Regions from separate parts of the Mus musculus genome. Here region 2 is linked to region 1. A link is a contact called in public promoter capture Hi-C data. All regions are on one chromosome and are shown on one strand. The core of a region is the stretch at or near the end of the contact, and the rest is flanking DNA. Distances in the headings are between cores, read along the strand shown.

What was found. Capture Hi-C pulls out chosen DNA fragments and counts their contacts.
Region 2: a contact with region 1 is called in a promoter capture Hi-C map of adipose tissue. A contact is called at or near these places in 1 of 39 promoter capture datasets (liver) and 2 of 9 other capture datasets (adipose tissue and pancreatic islet).

Annotation. Positions count from the first base shown.
Region 1 is chr15:76,799,083-76,805,616 of GRCm38.p6, reverse strand. All of the region lies in intron 1 of Arhgap39 (Rho GTPase activating protein 39), which reads left to right. Among named protein-coding and RNA genes, the nearest start is that of Arhgap39, 16 kb to the left of the region's middle.
Region 2 is chr15:77,052,346-77,059,333 of GRCm38.p6, reverse strand. It overlaps Apol6 (apolipoprotein L 6), which reads right to left. Exons shown (of 4, transcript NM_001163621.1): 4 at 6,983-6,988. Among named protein-coding and RNA genes, the nearest start is that of Apol6, 11 kb to the right of the region's middle.

The DNA.
Region 1 (6,534 bases), core at 2,272-4,771:
ATTTCTGAGTTCGAGGCCAGCCTGATCTACAAAGTGAGTTCCAGGACAGCCAGAGCTATACAGAGAAACCCTCTCTTGAAAAAAAAAAAAAAAAAAAAAACCAAACCAAACAAACAAACAAACAAAAAGTTTGTCTTTGTATGTGTGTGTTTGTATGTGTTCATGTATGTGTGAGTGCTTGTGTGTATTGAGGCTGGAGGACAACTTTAGGTGTCAGTCCTCAGGTGGCATCCACTTTTTCTTTTCAGTCTCTTTATTTGGTGGGTGTGAGTGTTTTGTCTTCATGCATTGTGTGCACTGCTTGTGTGCCTGATGGGGTGTGGTCCCCTGGAACAGGAGTTGTGCATGGTTGTGAGCCACCGTGTGGGTACAGAGACTTGAACTGCACCAGGGTCCTCTGCAAGAGCAGCTAGTGCTGCCAACTGCTGAGCTTCCCTTTTTTTAAACTCTCTTGACAAATTCCCGTTAGCTTGCCAGTACTGAGTTACAAGTGTGTGCCACCACACTTTTTTTTTTTTTTTTTTTTAACATGGGTTCTGGAAATGAAACTCATGGTTGCAAGGCAGCGCTTTATCAATTGAACTGTATCCCCAGTCTCCAGGTATTTCTTTTTATTACTAAGTGTTTGAGCAAATGTGCAAAAACTACAAACATAAAAGGGAAGGCCAGCAAGGTGGTCAGTGGATAAAGGCACTTGCTGCCACATCTGAGGACCTGAGTCAATCCTTCCCATGGTGGAAGAAAGAACCGTCCCCAGCCGGCTTTACCCAGATCTTCACATGCACACAGAGGCTAAAAGCCTCCTCTCCTTATACTTTAGCTGTCCAGGTCCCCCCTGGTAGCAGCTAGCTGTCTTCAATCCTCATTATCCTAGTAGGGACATTTTATATTCAATATACGTGTAGGTGAATGCAGATGTAAGTTCTTTTTCTTCTGTTTGATTAATCTTTCTAAATGAAAAATAATGTTCATTTTAGATGTTTTGTATTTAAAATTTCTTGTGCATGCATTAATGAAAATCCATTTTGGGGGGGCTGGAGGAATGGCTCAGTGGTTAAGAGTACTGTCTGTTTTGCTATAGGACCTGGGTTCAATTCCTAATAACCATATAGTGGCTCACAACCATCTGTAACTCCAGTTCCAGGGGATCCAGTGTTTTCTACTGGCTTCTGTGGATACAGTACACACAAAATATACAGAATACATGCAGGCAAAACAACATGCATAAAATGATAAAAAGAAAATGCTTTTTGAAAAAAATGAGTAAGTAAATCTGGTTTCTAACCTTTTATTTGCAGGTTTTCAGGAATTTAATAATTCAACTTTTTCTTTTCCATTTGAGAGGAGGTTTTAAAGGGAATGGGATGGTTATGGACTAGGGATGATGATACATGTCTATAATCCCAATACTGGTTTGAGGCCAGCTGGGGCTACATAAACCCTATCTCAAAAATGTAGGCGGGGTCACAAATGCGATTTCCTCAGGAGCACGTACTCTTGGAAGGACTTGAACCTTGCTTTGTCAGAGACGCTGTCAATGTGTGTAGAGTCTAGAAGGATATTTTAAAACAAACATTGCATATTACCATTGTGATCTGATTCATATATTCCACATGCCGTTCTGAGCATACATTAGGTATTATATCCTCTACTCTGAACAGGTTTTGTGGTTAGTGCTCCTGACCTATGGCTGTAAAAGGTTGTGACAGACTCAGGTCCCATAGCTAATTAGACGAACTTGTATTCAGGTTCAAGTGTCATGAGGCCAGAGCTTTCTGTTTCCACCACATTCATCTTTGAGCCACTTGTTCCCTCCCTGGACCCCGGGTATGAATGCATAGCGTGTGTCTAGAAAATCTCCTGGCTGCTGAGAAGTCTCTGTGAGGGGCTCGGCTCTCACTATGCCTCCGTCCTTGCATTTGGAGGAGTGAAACTGTGCCCCGCTGGCAGACACAATGGAGGAGGGCTGGAGTGATGTCCTCACTCACAGAGAACATGGATCGGAACAGAACTGGAGCTGAGGAGCGCATAGCAGCTGGGGAAGAGGAGCTCTTCCTGAGAGAGAACACCCGGCAAAGCCCACAGTTACAGCTGTCCTCCCGTGCAGGGAGCACGAAGGCAGCATGGAGCAGGGCTCCACCAGCGTGCTAATGGGGAGTGTAGAGTTTGAACTCCATAGATGTTCTCATCTCTGTGTGTGTCAGGGTGTGTGTGGGTAGGCCAGAGGTCAGTCTCATGTCATCCCTCAGTTGCCTGATAATGTTAGGCTGGCCGGTCCATGAATCCCAGAGATTTGCCTGTTTCCATCTCTTCAGGGCTGGAATTACATGCACACGATACCACACCTTTGTTTTTAAACTTTCTTTTCTTTTCTTTCTTTCTTTCTTTTCTTTCTTTCTTTCTTTTTTTTTTTTTTTTTTTTTTTTGGTTTTTGGTTTTTCGAGACAGGGTTTCTCTGTATAGCCCTGGCTGACCTGGAACTCACTCTGTAGACCAGGCTGGCCTCGAGCTCAGAAATCTGCCTGCCTCTGCCTCCCAAGTGCTGGGATTAAAGGCGTGCGCCACCACCGCCTGGCTAATTTTCTTCTCAAGAACGTTTTATTATGTGTATGGATGTTTTTTTCTGAGTGCATGCCCGATGCCTGTGGAAGCCAGAGGAGAGCATTGGATCCTCTTGAAACAAGTCGCAAAAGGCTCTGAGCTGTGTGGGTGCTGAGAATCAAACCTGAGTGAGCGCTTAACAGCTGAGCCATCTCTCCAGCTCATTTTTCAAATATGAGTTTTAAGGTGCAAATTCAAGTCTTCATTTTTTGCAGGACAAAGTTCTTTATCTCCTGAAAAGGGTTAGGGGAAGGCGCTCTGCGTGGCACATAAGGGAAAGGAAGGAGTGGCCCACCCTAGATAACAGGGTTGGGGGGAATAATCTGAGGTTGGTAATGGGAGGGCAGATGCTCTCATCTGTGAGGTAAGGTGAGGAAGATGGGAAACTGCTGTTGGATCAGTGTCAGAGCTATCGGTGATATGGAAGAGGAGATTTGGAGATATAAAGGGGAGGGCAAAGCATGTTTGGGAGAATACAGGATAGAAGTTATAGCGGGACAGTGAAGATGTTTTTTGAGAATGCTTTCTGCAGAGGGGCAATAATTCCGAGAGAGAAAGAAATGGTAGTAGAGTAGAAGAGAGGATTGCGGAAGCTCCTGTGGAGAGGAGTAGGTGGCAACTGTAGGCTGGCCACTTAGCCTGTGAGAGCTCTCAGTGAAGAGTAAGAAGAGTCAAAGAGGATCTTAAGATAGAAAGAATGCCTGGTGGTGGCACACGCCTTTAACCCCAGTGCTCAGAGGACGGAAGCAGGCGGATCTCTTGAGTGTGAGGCCAGCCTGGCCTACAGAGAGAAACCCTGTCTTTAAAATAAAGCATGAAAAGGGCTGGGAAAGACACTCACGCAGCCCACACATGACTGATATTGGGGCTTGGAAGGGGACAGAGACTGTTCAGTTCCTTTTTCTGTGGTTGTATTTAACTGCAGAGACAGAAAGGGGAACTCTGGCTGAGCCAAGGATGCTGTCTGTTCTGGCATGTAAGTATGCCAGGGATCCGAGGCACCGTGAGGAAGAAGCCAGGAAGCTGGACACTGGCTTTATTGTGTTGTCCAGGCTGGAGGGTCAGGGTTAGGAGGTGTTGGGATAAGTAGGGTTTCACTTGCATAGCTTTGGGGGTGTCACTGTGGGCTGACATGGAGTGTTTGACCAGCCATGGTAGTGAAGGGTCAATGGTGGTGGCAAGACACCCCCCCCAACACACACACACACACACACACACACACACACACACACACACACACACACTTGATTTGTACTGTAGTTTGGATCTCTCTCGCTCTCCCCTCTCCCCATTCTTTCACTCTGTGTTCTGGCTGACCTAGAACTCACTATGTAGACCAACCTGGCCTCAAATTCACAGCTCCACTTGCCTTTGCCTCCCCTGATTGCTGGAATTAAAGGTCTGGACTTCCATGCTCAGCCCTGCAGTTTGGGTCTTGAATGTCCTACAAGGGCTCCTGTGTAAAGGCTTGATCCTCACTGTGGCATTATTGGAATGAGAGACCTTTAACAAGTAAGATCCTTATGTATCGAAAGGGGATTGCAGGACTGTGACTCATCTTCAGATGTCTGGCTTCTGGTAGAAGCAGGTTGCTCTGACACACATCCTACCATTGCCTTCTGGCATCTCCACTGGAGGCTCAAAGCAATAGCCCATCTTTCTAGAATCATACACAAGCCCCCACTGCCCCCTGGGTGAGCAGCTCTGGTTGGCCTGGAACTTGCTACATAGACTAGGCTGGCCTCAGACTCACGGAGATCTAGCCCCTCTGCCTTGTGAGTGCTGCTGCCATTAAAGGCGTGCACTACCATGCCTGGCTTCCTCTTGTTCTTTAAATCTTTGTGTGTTTGAGTATGGGCACATGAACACAGTGAGTATGCTGAGGTCAGGAAAACTCTGGTGGTCTTCCATGCTTTGCACCTTGTTTTTGAGACAGGGTCTTTTGTTCACTCTATACACTTCAGGTTAACTAACCCATTCAGTGTTGGAGAATCTCCTGTCTGCTTCCCATCTGGAGTCTGGGTCACTGGGACTAAAGATGTATGCTACGGCATCCAGATTTCTATGGGTTCTGAGGTTCTGAACTCAAGTTCTCATGCCTGTGTGGCTAGCACTTGACCCACTGAGTCAGATCCCCAACCCTCAATAATTCTCTGTTCCTATAAGGTAACGATGATTGGATAGTTCGTTATAGTGATGGAAAGCTAAAGCTTCCTCATGTTCTGAAGGTGCTGCTGAGAGCTCCTGCAGCTCCACAGATGAGGTGTGGTACATGTGGTGGGCCATTGTCATTTCAGGGTCTCTGAAGAGTAGAGGGTCCTGATCCCGAGGTGCTACTGGCACATCTCATTGCAGATGTGCTGCAGGGCCTTAGGCAGTAAAGGGTGCCAGTCTTCCTGTGTCTGGACACAAAGGCAGGCTGGTTGGGTGTGGAACGTGAATCAAGAGCTGCGTTTTCTCTTGGAGCTGTGTATGGGTTTCCGTGTTTCTCAGAAGGAGCTGTCATGGAAAGATTGCACGGTGGACCCTTGACATGTGTGGGTTTGCACGTTCACACTCATTCATACCAAAACATAATATGGTAGAAAGAAGGTTTGAAAGCACGAGTGAGCCAGGCATGGTGGCACACACCCTTATCCCAGTACTTAGGCAGAGGCAAGTGGATCTCTGTGAGTTCAAGGCCAACCTAGTCCATACAGTGACTTCCAGGTCAGTGAGTGCTATATAGTGAGACCCTGCCAGAGAGAGAGAGACAGACAGATATAGAGACAGAGACTGAGAAAGACACACACACACACACACACACACACACACACACACACACAAACACATACACAAATTTCCCCAAAATAAAAAAGCCTGAGTGTTGGGACATTTGGGGGATTGTTATTTTACTTTTTTACTTTTGAGGCCCGGTCTTTTCTATTATGTAGCCTTGGTTGTCCTGGAAGTCACTGTGTAGACCAGGCTGGCCTAGAACTCACAGATACCCACTTGCTTCTGCCTCTGGAGTGATATGATTAGAGGCGTTCACGCCACGAGCTGGCAGGACATTTATATGCATATTTAAGGGATGCTACTGTTACATAGGATCTGTATACAGACTGTTTCCTGTAAGGAAGCACAAGACCACAGTGATTTTTTTTTTTTTTTTTTATGGAATCCTCATCCATGGAGGACTCTGCTGCTTTGTGGGATGATTGGTTATTTCCATTTTCTTTTTCCTTCTGAGTAGATAAAGCTTAAGAGATGCATGAATTATTCAGAAGGATGTGGGCTGAGAAAGGGAAGGAATTGCTGTTTTGAGTGTGGTAACAAAACTGGGAGGAAGTCCTGGGTGTGGTCTGTAGAAAGATGAACCAGAGGTAGCTGGGAAAGTTCTAGAGAAAGGCGAAGGGGTGAGGGACCGCCAGTCACAGCGGGCAGGCGCAGGCGCACACTCTGTGGTTGTGCGTTTGCTCTTCCTCTGGCCTGTGCTGGATGTGAACAGGCGGCCTGTACTCTGGCTTGCCCTACAGCTTGGAGGCTGAGGCCAGCCTTTGGCTCCGATAAAGGGGCCATTTGCTGGCTTCCAGGCTGCCGCGAGTGGGATAGTGCCCCCCACCCCCAGTCCAGTCATCATATGAGGGATGCAGACAGACTGGTCGGCGAAGTGCTGACTCTCCCATCAGCCCTTGTCGATAGTTTAAATTGTATCATGCAGCTCCTGCTTAGAATGCTTTAGTGGCTTTTTTCATAGGATAAAATTTGCAATCTTGTTTTTAAAAAAGATTTATTTCATCTGTGTGGATGTTGTACTTGCATATCTGTCTGTGTACCACATGTGTGCATTGCCCTTGAAGGTTAGAGGAGGGCCTGATATCCCCTAGAACTAGAGTTACAATTAGTTGTGAGCTGCCATGTGAGTTCTGGTAAGCAAACCTGGGTCCTCTG
Region 2 (6,988 bases), core at 3,259-5,758, 250 kb before region 1:
TGGTATTTTTGGTATTTTCCATCAACGCCCTTCCCATCTCCTTGAGTTGTGGTTCCTTCCTTTAAATACCCCCTTACTCAGCTACTCGGGGCGCCACAGTCCTCTACCCCTGCGTGGTGGTTGACCGTGGGCCCGAGAGTGCTCTTGAATAAAAATCCTCTTGCAATTTGCAGCAAGACCGTTTCTCTTTGGTGATTTTGGGGTGTCACCTCTCCTGAGTCAGAACGTGGGGGAGTCCTCACGTTGTGGGTCTTTCAAGCTCACCTCTTCTAATGCTAGCACAAGCTGAGAAGAAAATGAGTAAGAACAACTGAAGCTGACTCAACGCGGCACAGTACAGAATTCTATCAATTTATTTATTTGTGCTTGCATTTTGAAAGGACTGAGCCAGGCTGAGTCCATGACAGGCTTCAAACTGACAGTTCAGGTGAGTAGGCCTAAGTTTCTGTTTCCCAGAATTGAGCAAGTTTGGGAAAGTCAGTCTCTGGGAAAAAAAAAAAAGAAAAAAAAACACAGTCCCTGGGCAGCCAATCAGAGGCTGTCCAGACACTTAGCCTGAGGCAAGAGCAATGAGTCAGCAACAGTTTCCAGGCTTCCCCAGCAACAGTTTCCAGGTTTCCCCAGCAACAGTTCTGGATTGTCCCCAGAGCCCTAGCCAATCCCAAAGACACCCATACCCCTAGTGACCAGACCAACCAATCAAGATAAAGGTTACCCACTCCCTCCCTGGAATCCCCTAATCTGCTTTAAATGGAGGCTGTGAGTTCACCTGGGCCTCTCCATCTGAGTGAATGGTAGACCCCTGAATACTATTTGAGTCTCGGATATCATTCTTCACCCTTACAATTTGTTAGTTCATTGCTTTTTTTTTTTTTTAATGGTTTTTTGAGACAGGGTTTCCCTGTGTTACCCTGGCTATCCTGGAACTCACTCTGTAGATTAGGCTGGTCTCAAATTTAAACGATCTGCCTGCCTCTGCCTCATGAGTGCTGGGATTAAAGACATGTGCTGACACTACCCGACTTCATTCGTTTATTTATTTGATCGTTTGTTTCAAACTCATATGTGGGTGTTCTGAGTCACATGGGTCGATCAAAGAAAGAGGTACTCCAGAGTGTAATCGTGCTCTGAGGCAGCAGAGAGGAACAGTCTCAATGAACTGAACCTGGAACAGATGTACAGACGCACATCCATTGAGTGTTACACAGTTTGTTTTGGTTTTTTTGGTGGGGGATAGGGGAACACATTTCTCATACTAAAGCCCCTCATCTGATCTGTTATGTTTTGTGAAGAAAAACACCATGCCCCTGCAACTTCAATCCTTACTGTGCACTGTCTGCAGTGCCCAATAATGCAAGACATTCCGTCTTGTGACCAAAGTCACCCATGGCTGTAAAGCTCCTTCAGGAAAACAACATCATAGATAATGGAAGACAAGCACTGTTCTATAATGATTCTTTCAGGGTCAAAGTACTTCTGAAAACAACTCTTCATTCTGATATCTACCCTAGGTACATTGAAAAACAGCCTTTTCATTCTGATGTTTACCCTAGATACACTGATTCCACTAGAATTCCACTCCCCTGTAGGTCTCAGGAGTTATAAACAAAGCCCCCACCCCACAGTGCTGTAGGCTCATCTCTCCCTACTTCTCATAGCTCCCAGGGCTGTAGGACACAGCACTGATGTGGTATCTGTGAGCATTCTGTCTAAGCTCTGCCCCACAGTTACCTGGCAACAGCCAGGTAGGCCTGACCCACTCTAAAAGGGGCTGCTCCCTAGTTCTCGCTTTCTTGCTCTTCTCTTGCTCTCTTGTTCTTTCTCTGCTTCCCTTTCCCCCTCTCCACGTGCTCATGGCTGGCCTCTAATCCTCTACCTCTCTACTTCTCTACTGTCTCTCTCTCTGCCTTTCTCTGCCTCTACAAACCTCTTAACTCCCCTCTCCATGCCCTGAATAAACTCTATTCTATACTATACCATTATGTGGCTGGTCCTTCAGGGGGAAGGGATGCCTCAACATACACCTGCAGAGGCACCCCTTCCCCCACACCTCCATAGAACATACCTTGCCCCTTTATCTTTTATAAACGTCAGCATCCGTGAGGCCCTGCTTCCATTACTGTCTCCTTGTGGGTTCCTCTCCTCCCTTTCAAGGAGAAGTCTTTATCTTAGGTGTCCCAGTCGGGGGCCTTGACTGTAAAGGAAGCAGCCCTGTAGTCAAGAAGTAAGCTTCTGCCAGTGTTTATTTCATTACAGTGAGGGTCAGAAAAGTCGCAACCCCAACATTCTGGAGAGGGAAGTACAAACAGCCCCCTTTCTTCTTTCTCCTCCCTCTGGGTTCATCCTGACCAATCAGGGTACCCTGAGTTCCTACCCAGTCCCCTTTCATACTGCAGAGCCCGCAGGGGTACTGCCTACCTGCCCCTGAGGTGGAGACAGGAACTTATGACCTCATGCGCTCAATGGTCCCCCTCAGCCCAAGGTACTTCTGTGCCCACAGATTCCACGTGCTGTGGTGAGGGTGGGAAGCCCTGGGAGCTACAGAGAGCAGGGAGGGACATTCAGATCAGCCAGCAAATGAGGAATTATCAAGGGTTAGAGATAAGGGGCTCAATTCTACAGTGCACTAGGACGGAGGGTCCCTGGGTGATGACAGCAGTGGACAGCCAGCACCTGGACAGCCTGAGAAGAAAGAACGCAGGAAGTCTTGTGTGGGTGGGCCACAGTCCCAAACCTCCTGTGCAATTCTTCCCTAGGCTTTCCTTCCCCGGCTGTGTGGGGGTTAGTTCTGTTTTGTCTTTTTAAGTGTTATAGCACCCACGAGTGACTTTCAAACCAGCAATGGAGACACACAAAAGGGTTTTTAAGACAGGAGACAGGGCAGTCAATCAGCTCAGGACTTGAGGCAGAAGGGGTGAGCCCAGGCTTCTCTCCCTCCTTCCCCTGGAATCTGGCCTAGCAGGTTCCAGTGACAACCTTTGTGTGCAAGCATGGCTCTGAGACAACAGTTCCCGCTTTCCTGAGAGACTGAGAGCACTGAAAGAGGTGAGGTGGGGGAGGGACCCTCATAGCTTATCATTGCTAATTACTATGGAAGCTGTCAGGAAGCGGTGTCAGTCTAAAGCCTAGCAGGGGGCTTGTACAGTGAGTGATGGGGGATCCCAGGAGAGTGCTGGTGATGGCTGGGTCAGAGGGGAGAAGAAGGGAGGCTCAAGAGTGGGGCTGACAGGGCTCTCTCTCCCTTTTTAGACCCTGGGGAACTCCCTGGCACCTCCCTGTATGTGAGTTACAGGCATTGCCCCATCAGCCTTCCACCCCCACCCTGGTCTTCCTTCACTGATCTCAAAGACTCAAGGTCTCCGTGGCTCCTATTCATCTGTCAGTCACCATCACCAGAGTCTTGCTCTCTCAGTCGAGGAGGATGGAGGCTGAGTCACCTTGTTTCCTTTCAAAGAGGACCTTGCGGCCTCTTTGCTGAGTCTCTGAGGGAAAAAAACAAAACCAAAAGTGAGTGCAACATAATTATGATGTGGAAGTCTTGCTTTTAGAAGAGTCAGGAGCAGGGGGTGCAAGATATAATCCAGTATTCATGAGACTGAGGCAGGAGGATTGCTGAGAGTTCAAGGCCAGCTTGGGCTATATAGTGAGTTAAAAAGGCCATCCCAGACAGGGGAAGTGAGGCCCTGTCTTGGAGACATAGAAGAGGAAGAGCAGAAGGAAGAAGAGGAGGATGAGGCAGGGAAGGAGAGCCTCTAACTTAGAAGAGCCTCAGGCCAGGTTTGGCATTTGCCATCCTGGCTCTACCACTACTTAGCATTTCTTTTGAGAGAGGGTCCGCTGTGACTGACTTAGAATTCAATAATGTAGCCCAGGCTGGCCTCAAACTCACAGAGGTCCACTTGCCTCTGTCTCTCAAATGCTGGGATTAAAGGTGTCTGCCACTGAACCCAGTTGACCAGGACCTAGCTTTGATTTACCTAATCCCCAGTGTGACAGAATTAGGAAATGGGGCCTCCTGAGAGTCCCCTAAGTTGCTAGGAATAGGAGAGAGAGCTACCCTAGAAAGGAAGCTTGCTTGCCTCTTCCTCCTGATGAAGACATAGCAGAAGGTAGCTCCTGGGGAGCTAAGAGAAAGTCCTTCAGACCCAGGCCCTACTGTACCTTGCCTGTGGGCTCGCCTGTCTTAAGACCAGAGATAATTGTTCTTAACAAACTACTCAGCCAACAGTCTTCTGTCACAGCAGCGCAGACAGACCAAGACACTTGGCAAGCCACATAAGCCCCCTCCCTGCCTTGGTTATCCTAGACTGCTCTAACAAAATGCCACAGACAATTCTTTTCAGGCAGGCCCAGATCCAGGCTGCCAACAGCCTGTTAGCTAAAGTCCTTTTGTTCTGCCAGATCGGGTAGAGAAGAAGTTCTTCCAAGCACCAGGAAGCTTTTATAATCCATGGACTCTGAGCAGTCAGCACTGGCTGTCTTTGGCTGAATGCAGCAGCAGGAAGTACCGCCTAGGGTCAGTCAGTGCTCTTGTGCATGCCAGATACCTGGTCCCTTAGCACTGTAGTGGTGAGTGTCCAGGTCCAGGAAGTTGGGGATTTGCCATAAGATGTCCCTCTGGAACTGTCTCAGTGACCAGAGCCTGTGGCTTCACCTCTCCGGCTCATTATGGGCTCAGCTCTCTCTCTCTCTCTCTCTCTCTCTCTCTCTCTCTTTTTCTCTCTGTCTCTCTCTCTCTCTCTCTGCTCCTCCATTGCCTTTCTGCGACCCCTGCAATCACTGTCATACCTGTTGTCACCATTGTCACCATTGTTATTATGGATGCTGAATTGCTGCTACTGTGACCTTAGGGCCTGCCACTAGCACCACCATGGCTCCCTCTTATGCTACTGTTTCCTTCTCTCACATGGCACCAGCTCAGCCTGTGTCACAAGTGATGAAATAAAGGCCAGAAAGAAGCCATTTAGTGGATCTAATGTGACGTGGGAAGCAGACAGCCCAGGAGTGAACCAAACAGCTCATATAACCCCCCAACAGGTGTTGATCACAAACCAGAGCGCATCCTCGACAAATTAAGGTCTGTGCTAACAGCAGTCAAGACACAGTCACCTTTGCCTTCCCTCTGCAGGGCCACCAGGAAGTACCTCAGTGGAAATGGTGGCAGGGTTGTTTACAGTCATTGAGGGCTGTGAAGGCCAACTTTGGAGCTACAATGGCCAGGAGCTGGAGTTACGCTTTAGCAGCAAGCATCTGTCAATACTGTAGTTTCCCCAAGCCGTCCATGGAACATTCAAAGCAAGCAGCACAGAAGTGGGAAAGTTCACCTGGCTCCCGGATAAGAACCCTTGACTCAGAGGCAACCAGGGAACCAGAGAGGAGTTTAACAGTTATCAACTAGGGAGTCAAATTGCCCTATTCCTCAATAGCTTAGGTTATTTATCGGTAAAATGAGTATTGTAAAGAGTTCTTAGAGTAAGGCCTTCTCATGAATATTAATAGTGGGTTAACAATGGATTAACAATGCTTACACTGAGGCTGGAGAGATGGCTCAGCCATTAATAGCACTGACTGCTCTTCTAAAGGTCCTGAGTTCAAATTCCAGCAACCAAATGGTGGCTCACAACCACCGGTAATGAGATCTGACACCCTCTTGTGGTGCGTCTGAAGTCAGCTACAGTGTACTTATGTATAATAATAAACCTTTGGGCCGGAGCAGGCAGGACTGAGCAAGCGGGGTTGACTGGAGCAAGCAGAGGTCCTAAAAATTCAATTCCCAACAACCACATGAAGGCTCACAACCATCTGTACAACTACTGTTGTACTCACACACATAAAATAAATAAATAAATCTTTTTAAAAAATGCTTACACCAGGGATAGTGGCACAAAACCATAATTTCAGAAACCTGAGGCCAGCCTGGACTGCATAATGATGTTAAGTCAGACTGGGATATAGTGTGAAGGGATACAGAGTGAAACTCAGAAAAAAAACAAGAAAACAACCACACCCATTACCACTACCACCATCACCACACCCACCATATCCACTGCCTCTACCACCACCACCACCACCATCACCACCCACCACACCCACTGCCTCTACCACCACCACCACCATCACCACCATCACCCACCACACCCAAAACCACCACCAGCACCACAGGTGCTTTATCAGTTCTTACCACTTGCCCAGCACCCCAGAGAGAGGTGGACTGTTCACTCTTCCTCAAAGGTGCTAACCATTCAGCTCCTGTTGAGGGCTGGCTTCTCCTCGGCTTGAAGGTGCCTGATTACCCTGGAGAGCCTTCCACTGTTTTCCTCTGTGGGTTCATGGGGTGGCTTCTCCGGTTTCTTCCTTCTCTTTTGTGAGCCTCAGGCCTGTAAGGCTCTATACCCCAACAGCCTCATTCAACCCCAGCTATTCCCCCACAAGGTTCTACTCCAAATACCGAGGGTTTAAAGCTTCCATATAGGGCTTGAGAGGGTAGTTAGTCCAGAGACTTCCTGTAGCGCAGAAACATGGTTTATTCAACCAGAAAGCTCTCATCCGAACATGGAAGAGTAGAAGAAAGAGAAGCCTAGTCGGGCAGCTGAAGACGGACCTGCCCTTCTCCAAGCACTAGGTACTATTTGGCCCTTGTCCTGATTAGTTTTGTCTGCTTGGCTTTGTTTGGTCAACTTGACACAAGCTAGAATCACCTGTGAAGAGGAACCTCAATTGAGAAAACGTCCCCCATCAGATTGCCTATAGGCAAGTCTGTAGAGCATTTTCTTGATCAATGATTGACTTGGGAGGGTCTGGTTTACTGTGGGTGGTACCACCCCTGGGAGGTGGCCCTGGGTAGCATAAAAAAGCAAGTGAGACAGCCACAGGAGCAGCAAGTGAGAGCAAGCCAGGAAGCAGTGTTCCTCTGAGGTCTGAACTCCTGCTGTTATGCCAGGAAGGGTTTGGGAATCTCAAAAGACCACCAGGGAGCCGTTTCTGAAGT